2 separate regions of the Gasterosteus aculeatus genome follow, and region 2 is linked to region 1. The links are chromatin contacts, called in public Hi-C maps. All regions are on one chromosome and are shown on one strand. Each heading gives the region's core, a stretch centred on a gene start, on an enhancer-like site or on the middle of the called end of the contact. The rest is flanking DNA. Distances are from core to core; before and after follow the strand shown.

What was found. A called contact is a pair of places that touch in the nucleus more often than the background predicts.
Region 2: a contact with region 1 is called in a Hi-C map of liver, with 4 times the contacts expected there. The contact joins the promoter of txnrd2.2 here to the promoter of dgcr8 in region 1. A contact is called at or near these places in 4 of 6 Hi-C or Micro-C datasets (liver, skeletal muscle, tail fin and 1 more).

The regions. Positions count from the first base shown.
Region 1 is chr13:17,321,117-17,327,762 of fGasAcu3.hap1.1, forward strand. dgcr8 (DGCR8 microprocessor complex subunit) reads right to left here and starts at 3,839. Exons shown (of 14, transcript XM_040196581.2): 1 at 3,670-3,839; 2 at 2,331-3,270; 3 at 1,382-1,547; 4 at 905-1,047; 5 at 314-701; 6 at 14-211. The coding sequence starts at 2,993. It overlaps tango2 (transport and golgi organization 2 homolog (Drosophila)), which reads right to left. Exons shown (of 10, transcript XM_040196610.2): 9 at 5,946-6,050; 10 at 4,783-5,604. The coding sequence ends at 5,484.
Region 2 is chr13:17,492,787-17,500,167 of fGasAcu3.hap1.1, forward strand. It overlaps txnrd2.2 (thioredoxin reductase 2, tandem duplicate 2), which reads left to right and starts at 3,447. Exons shown (of 17, transcript XM_040196595.2): 1 at 3,447-3,581; 2 at 3,966-4,031; 3 at 4,134-4,190; 4 at 4,302-4,446; 5 at 4,731-4,805; 6 at 5,705-5,783; 7 at 6,363-6,425; 8 at 6,670-6,740. The coding sequence starts at 3,506. It overlaps arvcfb (ARVCF delta catenin family member b), which reads left to right. Exons shown (of 18, transcript XM_078087584.1): 18 at 1-2,883.

The DNA.
Region 1 (6,646 bases), core at 2,589-5,088:
ATGTAGCCGCTACCTTTCTTAGTGGGGGCATCTTGGACTGACAGTGTGATGAGTTTCTGGTTGGCGGGCAGGATGGGTCTCTCCGATTCGGCCTGCTTCCTCTTCATGTCTCTGTTGAACTGCCTTCGCTCAGCCCAGGTGCGGAACTTCTTCACCGTGACTTGTTCAAAGTCAAAGCATTTTTCCAGGTAAAGGCGAAACTCTTCAAGTTCTGTAAGGAGGAGTTATGTCACTCAGTGGATCATTGACGACATCCAGCAACAAAAGCACAATGTTTACCTTTCAGAGGTCGGCCCCTCCGAGAAGCACTTACCTATCGACTCGTCCTTGCACACCTCCACCTTGGCCTTGACTTGCCCCAAGGCGCCGTGGGCAATTTCACAGAGGTGGGCATCTTTAAGCTTCTGGTTCCTTTTGGCTGTGGCGGCGGCAGCGGCGTCCTCATCCTCGTCCTCCTCTACATTTGGCGTAACATCGGCCACAATGGGAGGAGGGAAGCCGTCTAGTTCCTCACCCGTAGCGTCCGACTTGTCCGCCAGCTCGTCCCCGTTTGCTTCGTAGCTGGGCTTGACGGGAGTCTCCGCTGCGTTGGGAACCTCCTCGGACATGGCCGTCACCTCTCCGTTCAGCTCCCTTTCCTCATTGTCCTTCATTTTCCTGTAGTGGAGGCAGGGGATGCTGCTGGTAGGAGGGTCGTGTTTCTGTTTGGAGAAAGAAATCCAAGGTTCGTACAGTCATTTCAAGAGCTGAGCGGGAAAACTGAACATTTTCATGGCCTTAAAATTTGAAGAAAAAAAAAAAGACAGGAACTGAGAGGAGCTCATGTGATACTGAGCAGGACCACAAACTGGTGGCGGAGCAGAATGTTTATGTAAGGTGGGATTAAATGAATTAGACATCTTACCCGAATGCTGCCAGTCCCAAGGAAGTAGGGTCGAGACCAAGTCACGACCCTGGTCTCTCTGTGCAGGTAGACAGGAATACCCGAGTTATGGAATGTCATGATCCATCCGTCAGGTAGAGGCTCGGTGGGTGGACGCCCACGACCTGGCATGGGGGGTGGGAGAGGGGGGATGTAAATGCAGCAAATAGTTACTACAAAATCCCCTTTTGAGGAAACTTTTCTAATAATGATGATACTTCGAGGCATACTTGTGTGACAAAACGTCAGGAGATTTTAATTTGGAATTCATGTTAAGAACTATTTTAATCCATCGTTGGGTTTATGGTTTGAATTTTCGGTACGGAGTCAAGTCAAACAAATGATTTTAATCCGGGATGAAACCAGTGTTAATATTAACAATATTAAATTGCATCTCTTAGTGCTAAAACCACGTTTCACAATTCCCAGCTCGAATACACAATTGGATCCACCACTCACTCTTCAAGACAGTCTTAATTTTGGTCATCATGGGCTGAACGCCTCCCTCCTCCCCATCTGACGGATGGTCGCTGTCCCCGCCGTATTTGTCCTCGGATGGACGCATCTTTTTGGGGACTGGCATGCCCTCCTCGAGCAGAGCATCAACATCATTGTCAAACTCCTCCTGGAAGAGTGGATGGTTAAGGCCGGGAGAAAAGGATGGGTCACCAGTGTAAGAGCTTAGTCGGATGTGACGCCAGAAGATGAACCATTGGAGAAAATAAAAACAGGCAGTACGACCGAACTGAAGAAAAACCTCATCATTGGCACTTTGGGGCTTAACAGTTGAGGACTGAATTTAGAAACGGATTATATTGAACCTACATATAAAACCTTTATTAGAAATGAAATTACAAATGGGAGCAGCTTTAATCTATCCTTTTTATTACAATTTCATCAGAAAAAACAGCATTTAATGTGAGACTTAAAAAAATGGCACTAACCTCTTTCAGCACCTCACTTGAAATTTTCAGTAATACAAAGCAAAGAACACAAATCAACATTTCTATAAAGGTCCCCTGCTTGATTTGATCCAGAGTACTTCACTAACGCCTCCTGGGGCAGGAAAGGTCGTGTTGCAATATTAAACCAAGAAACTCAACATTCATTATTCCCCGTTCCAGCTGCCCACTATAGTAGAGATAGTGGCTCCGAACAATCCCAGCACCAGTAAAGAAATGCCACCAACTATTCTTATTCTAGGCCTCCTTGTTTTTGTTTTCTCCATATCAGGTATGCCATCTCATCAGTATCATTAACACAATGAAACAGAATAATGCTTTTCTCTTGTTAGGACTGTTACGGGCCGTAGTAGTAGGCTGGCATCATTCCTATTGGACAGTTAGGGACAAAATGGGCGTGTTCCTGAAACTGAAAAAGGTTACTGCGGACACAAGAACGGACTCACCTCATAGGAGAAAGCCACGGCCTCCTCGTCTGCTTGCTCCTGCTGAACTATGACCTCAGACTTAAAGCCACCCAGCTCTGCGTCGTCATTATCCAGGAAGTTGTCGTAGAGGTCATCCAACTCATCCAGGACAGCAAATTCTACCTTATTCTCCAGGTCTACCTCTGCCTCTTCAGCTCTTCTGCCCGCTATGTCGTTTCCCTCGGGTGCCTCCAGCTCGCTAGCGGAGTCATGCAACTCACCATTCACGCTCTCTAAGCCATCGCCACTTCCTCCCTCCTGCCCCTCGCCCGTGTACAAAACCTTCCGGTCTTTGCTATTGCTGCTATCAGTGAAGCTTACACGGATCTTAACATCTCTGAGCAGCTTGAGGTCTGGTAGGAACCCGGCGAGTTGGGGAGCGTGGCGGGCCGTCCTGGGGCACGGCGGGATGGGATTAGCCTCATCCGAGAGGTCGCTATGGAAGGTTATAGAGGGCTGCTGTGGGTGGGCTTCCCCGTCCCCTGGGGTGTATGTGTATCCATCACCACCAGAGCTAACGTCCATTACCTCTGCGTCACTGGACGTTTGCAGGGGAGGTGGTGGAGGTGCTATGCCCTCATCACGGCCAAAATCAACAGGTGGCTCCAAGGGGAGAGGGGGTAGCACATCATCTACTTCCATTTCCTCTGTATAGCGAACTATAATTTATACAAACTGATAACTTATTCTAGATTCAGACCTGTTTGGAGACTCTGCCTATCTGAAGCCAGAATGCATGCAGAAGCACATCCCTTAATAGACCACGTACCAGAGGTGAAAATGCTAAGCTGACTACATTGTTCTTTTCATTAATGTAGACAGCTTTCAGAATCACTGTCTCAATTATTGGAAATCACAATGCATTCAGCTTAATATGGGATCTAGGCACTGATCATCCTCCAATGGTGTCTTCTGGAAGCTAGAAAAAAAAAATACCAGAGATGTCAGCTTTAGGAATAACGTCATCAGCGTAATTAGCGCTGTATAATATTAAGCATAGTCTACTAACGGGTGTTACTACAGTGGAGCTTGAATAATACAATAATAACGTGGAATGGTGGTTAGATATTTGGCTGATATTTACATAAATATATGACCTTAGATAATCTTCAAATGACAAGCAAATTAACCTCAAAATAAAAAGGTGAGGGACCTCGTTCTAGCGCATCTGCAACGGCACATTGGGCCCCTGGTAACGTTAACGTCTAACGTTATGCTAATGTTAGCAAGCGATCATAAGGCTGTACCGTTACAGACATGGACGGCTGCAAAAACCGGCGAGCAATTCTGACAGCGGCTTTAATGCATAAATACTCACCGATAAATATGACACAAAGGTATTCGTGCACCAAGCTACCTTTCTAAAGTATTACACACTCAACGCGGCGCCACACTGACTCAACTGCCACACCGCCATCTTGAAGAAAAACACAGCGGCAAACCAACTCAAGTCCCGCCTCCCGGTACCGGCCTTTTTATGAATGATCGATAAGCCGGCCAATCACAACGGCCTTCATCGACATGTTCTTGTGTCATTCAGCCAGAGCCGTAAAAAGTAAGAGTCGCGTAAGCGGAAGTTCATACCGCTCGACTTCCGAGATTGCTGTAGACTTTCTCTGTGAAGGGGATTGTGAATACATCTTGGTTTTTCTTTTATGTTGTCACCGTCAGTGTTTGTGGTTGTATAGTAATGTTTTAATAAACCAATAAGGTACAAGAGGCTGTACTTTATTGTCAGTAATGTTACAGTTCCAGGGTGTTGTTAGGTCCAGTGCATAGCGTAGCAATATTAACTGTTTTGGGGCAGACTACATAAGCATTATGTGCATTGCAATATCTAACCATGCCAGTTGGGGTCACTGTTTACCAACAGTTGTAGACCAGTGTGCTAGCTATTGAGGTTAAAACCTTTTATTTAAAAAACAATAATTGAATAGTGGGCATGTTGTGTTCGTTGATTTTCATCAATTTATATTAAGTTAATCAACATTGATTGACTTTTCATAGAAATGAAAAATATATTATAACAGCATTGCTGTGGACCAGTCCCATGGCTAAACAAGGGCTCAAAATGTGACAGTAGATCGTAACAAAAGTCAAGTCATATAAACTATAATTACTGTTTTGGTGGGAATATTCCTCTTCAAATCACTTGGTCCAGGAAGAATGGAGTGATACTGTCACTACTGGTTATGTTTCTCTGTCACTTAGTAAGTGAATATTTTCCCCTTTGAATCAGCATCCTAACATCACTATGAGCAACGTGTAAATAAATGGCAGAAAGAAAGCATGTACGATACAAACGGTAGGAGTAAGAACCAGTGATCTTATTTGATATAAATAAAAAGCAGTAAATTGGGTGTTAAATCACAAAAGGGCTCCTTACAGGGCAATCGTTTCAACAATTAACAAATAGAAGACCAAGGGGGAGTGCTTTGTACATTTTTTATCAAACAGCTGTAAAATTTTATTTATTTCGTTATCTTTTCTTACCCGGGAAGTGATCAGCGATCCATTGCCTTTTAACGGTTTGCATTGAACTATGGGAAAATGTGTTGCAACCAACACTGACGCCATTCTTGTGCAGTGTTGGGGCAGAACAAATTACCTGCATGATGGTACTCCAACATTTAAAAAGCACCGATTAATCTATAATTCTTAGTCGATTTAAATTATATCATACGTTCTCTGAATATACTGATACGGTTTCGTATATTGTAAAAATGAAAAAAAATTCAAATTGTAGTCCTGAAACTATTTAATAATAAATAATCTTGTGCACGACTGCAGTGATTACATATCAAAGCAGGTCACCAGCAGTCTGCTATGCATTAGTCTTTAGAAGCCACCCAATCCTGCGGTTTCGTTAAAATATTTTCATTTACAACATTTTAACTGTTCTTTGGCAATCTTAAATTAGCAAACATTTTCATAAGATGCATTTCAGATCAAAAGTAAGAAACACATATCACTGATGTCAATGAGGCAGCAAGTATCAACTAGCTCAAGAAAAGTGCATACGGATCTTCATCTTCACATGATTGCTACGGTGCAGCTTGAGGAGGAAGGTGGTGGCCGGCGGAAGCAAAGGTGGCGTAGAAAGGCACCGAGTGGGTTTCCTCCATCATGTCTTCACACCTGCAGTTTGAACTGGAAAGAACTGGTGCTCCACTTGCCCGGGTCCCCATCGAGCATGGTGCGCTCTGTGAAGGTCACATTACCTTCTGCGTCTATCAGGATGATTGTGTTGGTCCTGAATGGGAGAGGGGCACGGGGACATAAGCAAACAAACAAAAGACATTTAAAAAATGAGAAGAAAACCCCCAGAGAAAGACGCGCAAAGGGCAGGAGTAACACTGTGGACCACTACGAGGAATAAACAGTCACAACACCGGTGTACAAAGTTAGCCGGCGGTAGAAGGCAGAGACCGTCCGACCTTCTGGCCACAGGACAGCTCTCGACATCCCAGTGCAAGCAATCCCCCCCCCACCCCCCCTTCTTTACACTGGGGATTTATGTGGACCCGTGTTCTCTCAGGTGAAGACAAGCAGGGGAGAGAGCAGAGAGATTTAGCCGGAGAGGACGACACTGACCTTGTGCCATAATGAGGGCTGCGAACAAACACCGCCGACTGAGCCTGGAGCTGCGGCTTGCTGTAAGCGTTACCTTGGCTCTCCTGAATGGGATCAGGTGTGTTCCTGTTAAACAAACCCACAATACACCTCCTTGAGAAGCCTTACAGATTAAGCATCCATGCAGTTTCACGGCGGCAATCAAACGTCTTTATTGATCTGCTTTTTTTTTTGTCTGTATAGAACATGTTGGTTTGAAAACGTTGTCCACACTCACAGCTCTTCTGAAAATATCTCTGGCAAAATCAGGTCATGCAGTTCAGTCACGAAAACCTTTTAAACACTTTCTCCCTCATCACAACAGCTAAAAGACAGTTTGGGAGTTGAAGTAATAAATGTTAAGCATCTTAAATATGACCTTATCTTTTTTGACAAAAGCTACAATTAGATATTTGAAACTCAAACAACTTTTGTAGCACTTGAAAATGACTTTACTACTATTACAACTTCCTGGTGTCTTGGTTGGTTTCCTGAAAATCTCATGGTGATAAAACCTCAGCTTTTCCCACAATATTGTCATTCAGGATCACTATGAAGATGTTCTCATGTAACTTTTAGCCAGAGCGTCCAATTAAAATGTTTCCCTCCGTCTGTACACGATGAATGAATCATTCTACGCCACATCACCTTGCTTGCTAATATTTTGCAACGTTCACTATAAA
Region 2 (7,381 bases), core at 2,197-4,696, 170 kb after region 1:
GAGAAGGATCTCTCATATCATCACTGCCATTTGAAGTGGAGCTCATCTTTGGAGTTGGACTTTGTACAGAAAAGAGGATTTAAAGAGAAACCTATGACGAGGACAGCAACTACCCAGCAGCAGTCAAGATTTTCATGCTTTTCAGAAAAAGTAAAAAAAAAAAAAAAAGTGACTATTCCTAATACTTTCTCAAATCTACATTCCCACTGGACTTCATGTGAATTTTACCGTGTTGAGCTCTGCCGGTGACCAGGAGCAGATGAAGGGCCGGTGCAGGTGAAGGACTGGACAGGGGAAGGGCGAAAAACGTGAGGCGGAGGAAATCAATAGAAAAGGAATGTGTGTTAGAAGGAAATTTGGGGGAAGCTTGAATGGATGGTTTCTGCATTTCAGTTTTCACATCTGGATGTGAAACACACCTCTGGATTTTGTACGTTTTGCAGGACTTTTCTGCTAGTTTGTTGTCAGGCTTTGTTAGTTTGATATGAACAGGTGATGTTTGAAGGTCACAGAATGTTGTTTGCACATTGGTGGGATGGACACGAGAAAGTAAAATAAGAGGAGAAGAACTGTACTATAGCGGATAAACACACACACGCAGCCGTCTGCTCTTGTAGACTCACAATGCTTTTGGTCTTTGTTTTTTTTTAAGTGCATTGAGATGCTTAAAAAAAAGAAGAAAAAAAAGTTGATTGACAGGTGATGTTCATTTATGAAGTGAGGATTCTTCATGTTGTGGCTCGAAAAGAAAGCAAAGTGACATAGTGTGAACATCACAACGAGTGACCGTTCACAGTGCATCGGTTTAAGCTACAATGGAAATCAAGCGTTTCTGTTCCATCGTGGTCGTCATGGTGACCCTCACTCACTGAGCTGTGGTTACTTACGACCACTCGTATTGTGTAGCGATGCAGTTTCATGAGTTTCCTGGGTGGTTGCTCTTTGTCAATGATGTGTATTAAAGAGGATATAAGGCATTTTGTGGATAAATGATTCTTGTTTCGGAATAGAGAGGTGGACGTTTTTCGTAGATCTAAAAGCAGTTTTTATTTTTGTTGGATTTTATAAAAATGTATATTGGGTTCAAAAGGCAGAAAAAAAAGAAAAAAAAAATGGAGGAGAAAAAAACCCAACAAAAATGACAGACGTCTTAGTTGTATATTAATATCACATTGTTTGCAAAGCACATCTCATTTGATAAAGGCTCACCGTGTTTGTAAACAAGAAATAACCACGTAACTTAAATGTGTGTCAAATATTGTTGAGTCACGCCGAAGATCACCTATTTATATTTTGTATTTGTCCAAAAGAATTCACAGAAAAAAGTTTATTTGCAGTGTTCTTTCAAGAGGCCATGAGTTACACGTTGTCAGACAGCCCCTGAATCTTTGAACAAGGAACTCTGGAGAGGTCAGAGGTCACACTAATGACATAATAAGGAGACTGCAGTGTTAATAAAAGTTATTCCTTAAAAGTTATTTTTTCTTTTCAATGCATTTATGCCAAGTTACCGGCAACCCCGAACTCTCCTTCACCGGCGCATCTTTAAAAATATTACGTCGTAAGCATGAAGAACTGTACAGATGTTTATATTCTATTGTTTCCAAGTGCCAGTTTTTTGTGGTGTCATTTGGATATTAACTAATTCAATTAATGTGCAAGAAGAGCGTACGGGAGGGCGAGTGGATCTGGATGTTTAAGGCAAAACAAACGAGTTACATCGCCACTGTACAAAAAACAGAACATCATGTTTGGTCACATAGAATATATTTTTACAACGCGTCGGGGTCGGCAGATGAGATGGCAGAGAAATACAAAATCGTAATGACGTTTTTCTCTTTCTCGGTGAGACTTCGCACTAAGTCCAGTGAACCTAATCTCCTTTCCGCCTCTGTCTTTCGGAGCAACGGAAATAGAATCCAATTCAAGTTGGCGTCACTCATGCGTCATCAAGGCGAATGGCATGTGCCTGCATTGAAGTCTGATTTTTTTTTTCTTTGTGACGTATGTGACTTTATGAAGCTTGCATATTTTACACAGTGTTTACAAAGATGTATGTTGTGGTAAAAATCAATAAACTACAAAAAAACTTAGTGTATAGATTTTAATTTCAAAGGTTTAAAAAAAAAAAAAAAAGTGATGACACCCGACATCCCCTTTGTGTGTCCTCAGAAGTGTGTGCTTTCATTTGGACAGCCCTGAACCCCGGCGACTCTTCACTGCACCTCACAGTTCCACAACCAAAGGATTTCCAGTAGTATTTACATGCATTCATAAAGGGGGGGTCGGGGGGTGGTCGGTTTTTGCGGGAAATGCGGGACACGGACAGACATCGAGTCACACAGACGTACCTGTGTAGATAGAACTGATTCCAGAAGGTCAAAGTAAAGTAACTGTACTACTCGGTAGCAGATGTGTTTGTACCTTTCATGTGCCTTAATCTTTTCCATGATAGATAAAGATAAGTGTGTTTTATATAACTTCATTCCTCCCTTTCATCTGTCCATTCTGTCTGTTCACACCCCCCCCCGCCCCCCTCCTCCCTTTTGCTTTCACTCAAGTCACTCATTCGGTCATCCTGCACCCCCTTTGTCTCCCCCCTCGCCACCCACAACCCCTGGTAGGATAGACTGTTGGTGGGTTTCTGCATTGTATTACATTTATTATAAACTTTTAAACAGACAGTCATTCAAACAATGATTTTAATTTCCTAGAGGAGTGAAGTTCTTAATGCTTTGGTAGCGAGCAGAAGCGATGCCACAGTGAGAATGTATTGTGTTAATTTTACTAATACCCAAATCACACTTGTTAAACATAACGGAAAATACCAGCTTGTAGAGTATACATTTGGTGTGTTTTCAATAAATCATGCCTGGAATGATATTTTTTTAATGGCTCTGCGTCTGTTTATTTTGTATTTTGTTTTTATTTCAGTATAGTTGTAACAGCAGCCTCTGCAGGCAGCAATGCTCATATCAACCATTACAGGATAGTTAGGGTCAGTTGATCCAAATAACAATATTTATATTTGCATTTATATGCAAGTACTTTTTCAAAAGAGTGCTGATGAAAATTGTTGGAAAAGTGGATTTTCCAAATGTAATGTAGTAGTAGTGTGGAACAACGAATGAAATGAACAAACGAAAAACCTGTAGAAAGTAAGTGAGGAACCAATGATCTTATATTAAAGTATTTTGGCCATTGACCTTTGTACATTTTCTATAAATTATTCAAATTGGAAATATGATGATAAGGTTAGGCTACTTGCAGACTGCACTAACATTGTGTAAGCACACATCAGTAAATTGCATACAACCGTGAAATTATTCCATTAAATTGAATGAGATTCAAACTTTTTATCTAACGTGATCACCGTTCACCGTTAATATTTTACAGAATAACAGTTATAATGGCTTTAAGTTTAATTCCCCCGTTGACTGATGGACCCATATCTTATCAGGCAATATACCAGCCAGCACAAACGGGGTCCTTTCATAACAACAACATGGCCGCTCTCTGCAGGGGCAGACACCGGTGGAAAAGGACTAACTGTTTGCATGTTCTGACCAGAAACCTGAGCGGTAACAATGTTTTGTTTAAAACTGTATTTTGTATAGATATGGAGGAAACGAATCGGGTGCGTGTTAATAATTACATTTGTCTCTGTCGTCACACAACTAAGTTACAAACCTGCAGAGCTGATGTAACTGAGGTAACTCTGTTTAACCACCCTGCGGATCTGCCGGTTATTTTATCCCCGTTAACTTAACAGTTAATTATTATCACCCGGTGTCCTCCACCTATCTCTACTCCAATAAGTCGGCTACATTTAAACACTCCGAACTCCCTTTTTCACAACCGTAGAGCTCACAGGTCAGCCGGAGGAGCATGACGTCGCCCTGTAGTGAATGCACGTTAATATGACGTCACATGCCGTTAATTATTTCTCCAATATGCTCGTGCAGGGATCTACGACTACGACCTGGTTGTTATTGGTGGCGGTTCAGGAGGCCTAGCTTGTTCAAAAGAAGGTGAGTTTTTGAGTATCTATGCTTTGCACGCAGATGTGTAATATTAATCAATTGAAAATATATATTTTCAACAACATACTAACAATATATCTGTATGTACAGCAGCACGGTTGGGACAGAAAGTGGCTGTCCTGGATTATGTGGAGCCATCCGTTAAAGGTGAAGTATTTTTTTCTTAAACTGCTGTGCCAGATAATTACACACATGACAGTTGTTTGATTTAAAGACCGTATTTGCCACTTAACACTTTAACTGTTTTTTTTCAAACAGGTACCAAGTGGGGTCTTGGTGGTACGTGTGTGAATGTTGGCTGCATTCCCAAGAAGCTCATGCACCAGGCTGCTCTCCTTGGCACCGCAGTCAAAGATGCCAGGAAGTATGGATGGCAGATCTCAGGGCCCATCTGCCACGACTGGTGGGTCAATCCACTTTTTTTAATTATAAATTTAAAGGGAAAGTTACCCTGATCAATTGGATAGATTGCTAAATATTAAGACTAGCTAAACAGCACCATCTGGCGACGTTTTTGCAGTAGGACAGCGATTCAATAGGTGAACGTGAGTCAAGATGAATGCTTAAAACGCGAGGACCTGTAAAGATTTTTTCTAATTAACCCAAGATAACTACATGTGACCACCGGCACCGAATGAAGCATCTTTTCAGGTCAGTTTATAGCGTAAGCTGGGATGTGTTTTGCAGGGCCACCATGGCCGAGGCCATTCAAAACCACGTCAGGTCTCTGAACTGGGGTCACAGAGTTCAGCTGCAGGACAAGTAAGTGACACCAGCTCTGCTCGCTCACTCATTCTCCAGGATAAACCAATTTATTATTTGTGTTTTTCTTTATTTTCGATCCCTTGTATGGCGCGAGCTCTTTTGGCACACGGATGAAGGATGATCGTCAGCCAGTAGATGGTGATTGAGTGACTGGCTCGAGGGCAAACAGGTGTTAACCTCTGTGTTTAGCCCACAATGTTTTCATTCCAGTGAGACAATTAGCTTCAACTCCACAAATTTAGTAATGCTCCTAATAATGTTTTCCTTTACTTTTAATAAACAATATCCCTTGGGAGAACAGCAGAGATGCGTTGTTAACCACAATGCATAGCAGTAATCGTATATGTGTATTCATTGCAAATGTAACAATAAATGAGCACATATGTTAACAAAATGTCCCATTTTTAATTGTTAATGACTGTTAGATTTTTCTTGCAATCAGTAAAGTTATATTGTTGATGATACTTTTAAATTAAAATGCTTTTTAAAGGAGAACTAAAGCTGAATTGGTGATGCTAGAATGGATTTTCTAGCGGAAAAAATGGCCATAGAAACTTCTGAAACCACGTCCGCATCATAATCCACCTCTGTGCTCTTCAAGTGTATGCTGAATTATATATCAATACACGGCATCCCCTGTTCTCATTTTGCTAAAACATACACAACATACGCAGCAACAATTGTTATAAGATCTCTTCTCACTATGCCGCCGGGCCGCTTCTCTAGGCAACAAAGTAATGTTTTTGTTCTCCTGAGTTAACTGCCTTTTGGTGTTGACGACATATATTGGGAATTTGAAGAAAATAAGAGAAATGGTGGTGGGGGATTTTGCGCAAATTCACAACAGTTCCTGTATTTGATGTAAAGCAACCAGCTGTTCAATCTGTGTTTTGCAGGAAGGTGAAGTATCTGAATGTCAAAGGAAGTCTGGTGGACGAACACACTGTCAGAGGATTAACTAAAGCAGGGAAAGAGGTGGGTTGCTTGCCTACTTATTTATACATTCATTCTCTTTATTCTGTCAGTTCCGGTGATAATTGAATTTCCATTAGTAAGACCAAAATCAAAAATGTAGGTACTTTTAAGAAATGTTGCTTGTTTTTATGTGCATTTTCTTCAAGAATTCTTTTTGGAAATGTTTGTAATTCTCATTTTGTTCACAAGAGGCTGCAGTAACCACCACTTGCTAACTTTTATTTGCACGCTAAATAAAACTAACGGCTAGCAGAAGGAGAGATGTAGGTAATGCAACACAATGGCCAATCAGAAAGAGAAATCAAAAGTAAAGTTGAATAAGGAAAATTTTTTGTTTCTCACCTATCTCTTGTCTCTACTACTTAATTAAAATAAGTTCTATGTTCCTTTCTGCTTCTTTTCCTAAACCATTAAACTGTAAAATCTAGACTCGACCCCTGTCTAGCTACTGAGTGTGCTGTTACTTGTTTCGGTGGTCACAGAGAGTTTCCATTATAACTGGAATTCAGAGTACTGTAGAGACCACAATTGTTTGAAAGATATGAACAAAATATATTACTTCCCGTGTCTCTCAAACAGATGATCCTGACAGCCAAGAACATCGTGATCGCCACAGGCGGGCGGCCAAATTACCCCATCGGGGTACGTAATGTTCCCCCCAGGACCAGGCTTTCCTCTGCCAGCACGCGTTGTTCGCTTGACTGGTTTCCAGAGTTATAACCTCTGAAGGGATGTAAAATGTTGTTTGTGCGCTGTGCCACATGAACCGTACATTTGTTAACACACATTAGGTAGCAAGTAAAAGAGTGCTGACTGTTTTTTGTTTTGTTTATAGTGGGTGGATGGTTTGATACTCCTGCTCACACCTTTTTAACTCTTCTTAAAGATCCCAGGAGCAAAGGAGCACGGCATCACCAGTGACGACATCTTCTGGCTGAAAAAGTCGCCCGGGAAAACGTGAGGACGCCCTCCACCTACCGATACGCATTGTAATATTAAATCACACCATTAGTAGGATAATGGATCTGAGAAAACAACCTGCGTGCAGTCTCATTCAAACCACATTGCTGAAGTTAAAAAAGGTCCTGGTTATTTCTTGTGATTTTTATTTTTTACATTCCTTTTGTAAAGGGCCAAAACTGAAGGTCAGCGCAAACATTTAGCTCTCGCCCTTCAACGCGTCCACTGTAAAGTGTGTAGAGTTGTTGGTGCTGTTGGTACACAACGTGCTCCGAGGGGAAACGGAACCTCCAACCTCTGCAGGGTTGCTGCCTTGCTCTAACCCGCCGCGCTGACACGACACGTCCCACGGTCACGCACTGCAATCATTCGTCGGTGACATGCAGCTTGTTTTTCCTCCCTTCCTGTCAGCCTGTCCTCGCCTCGTGATTCCGATTAGCGGCGTGCATCCTGACCCTTTTACAGAACAAGCCCTTTAATCCAACCATTTAGCCCCTGTCATCGCCCGGCTAATTGGTCCTTCCCTGATGCTTCCTCTTGGCACAACGTGCAGACGGTGACTAGCGGTTGCGGGATACCTGGGTTGTGGTTGTTGTTTGCTCCGCGGTGACAGATGAGCGGAGATAATTATTCGGATA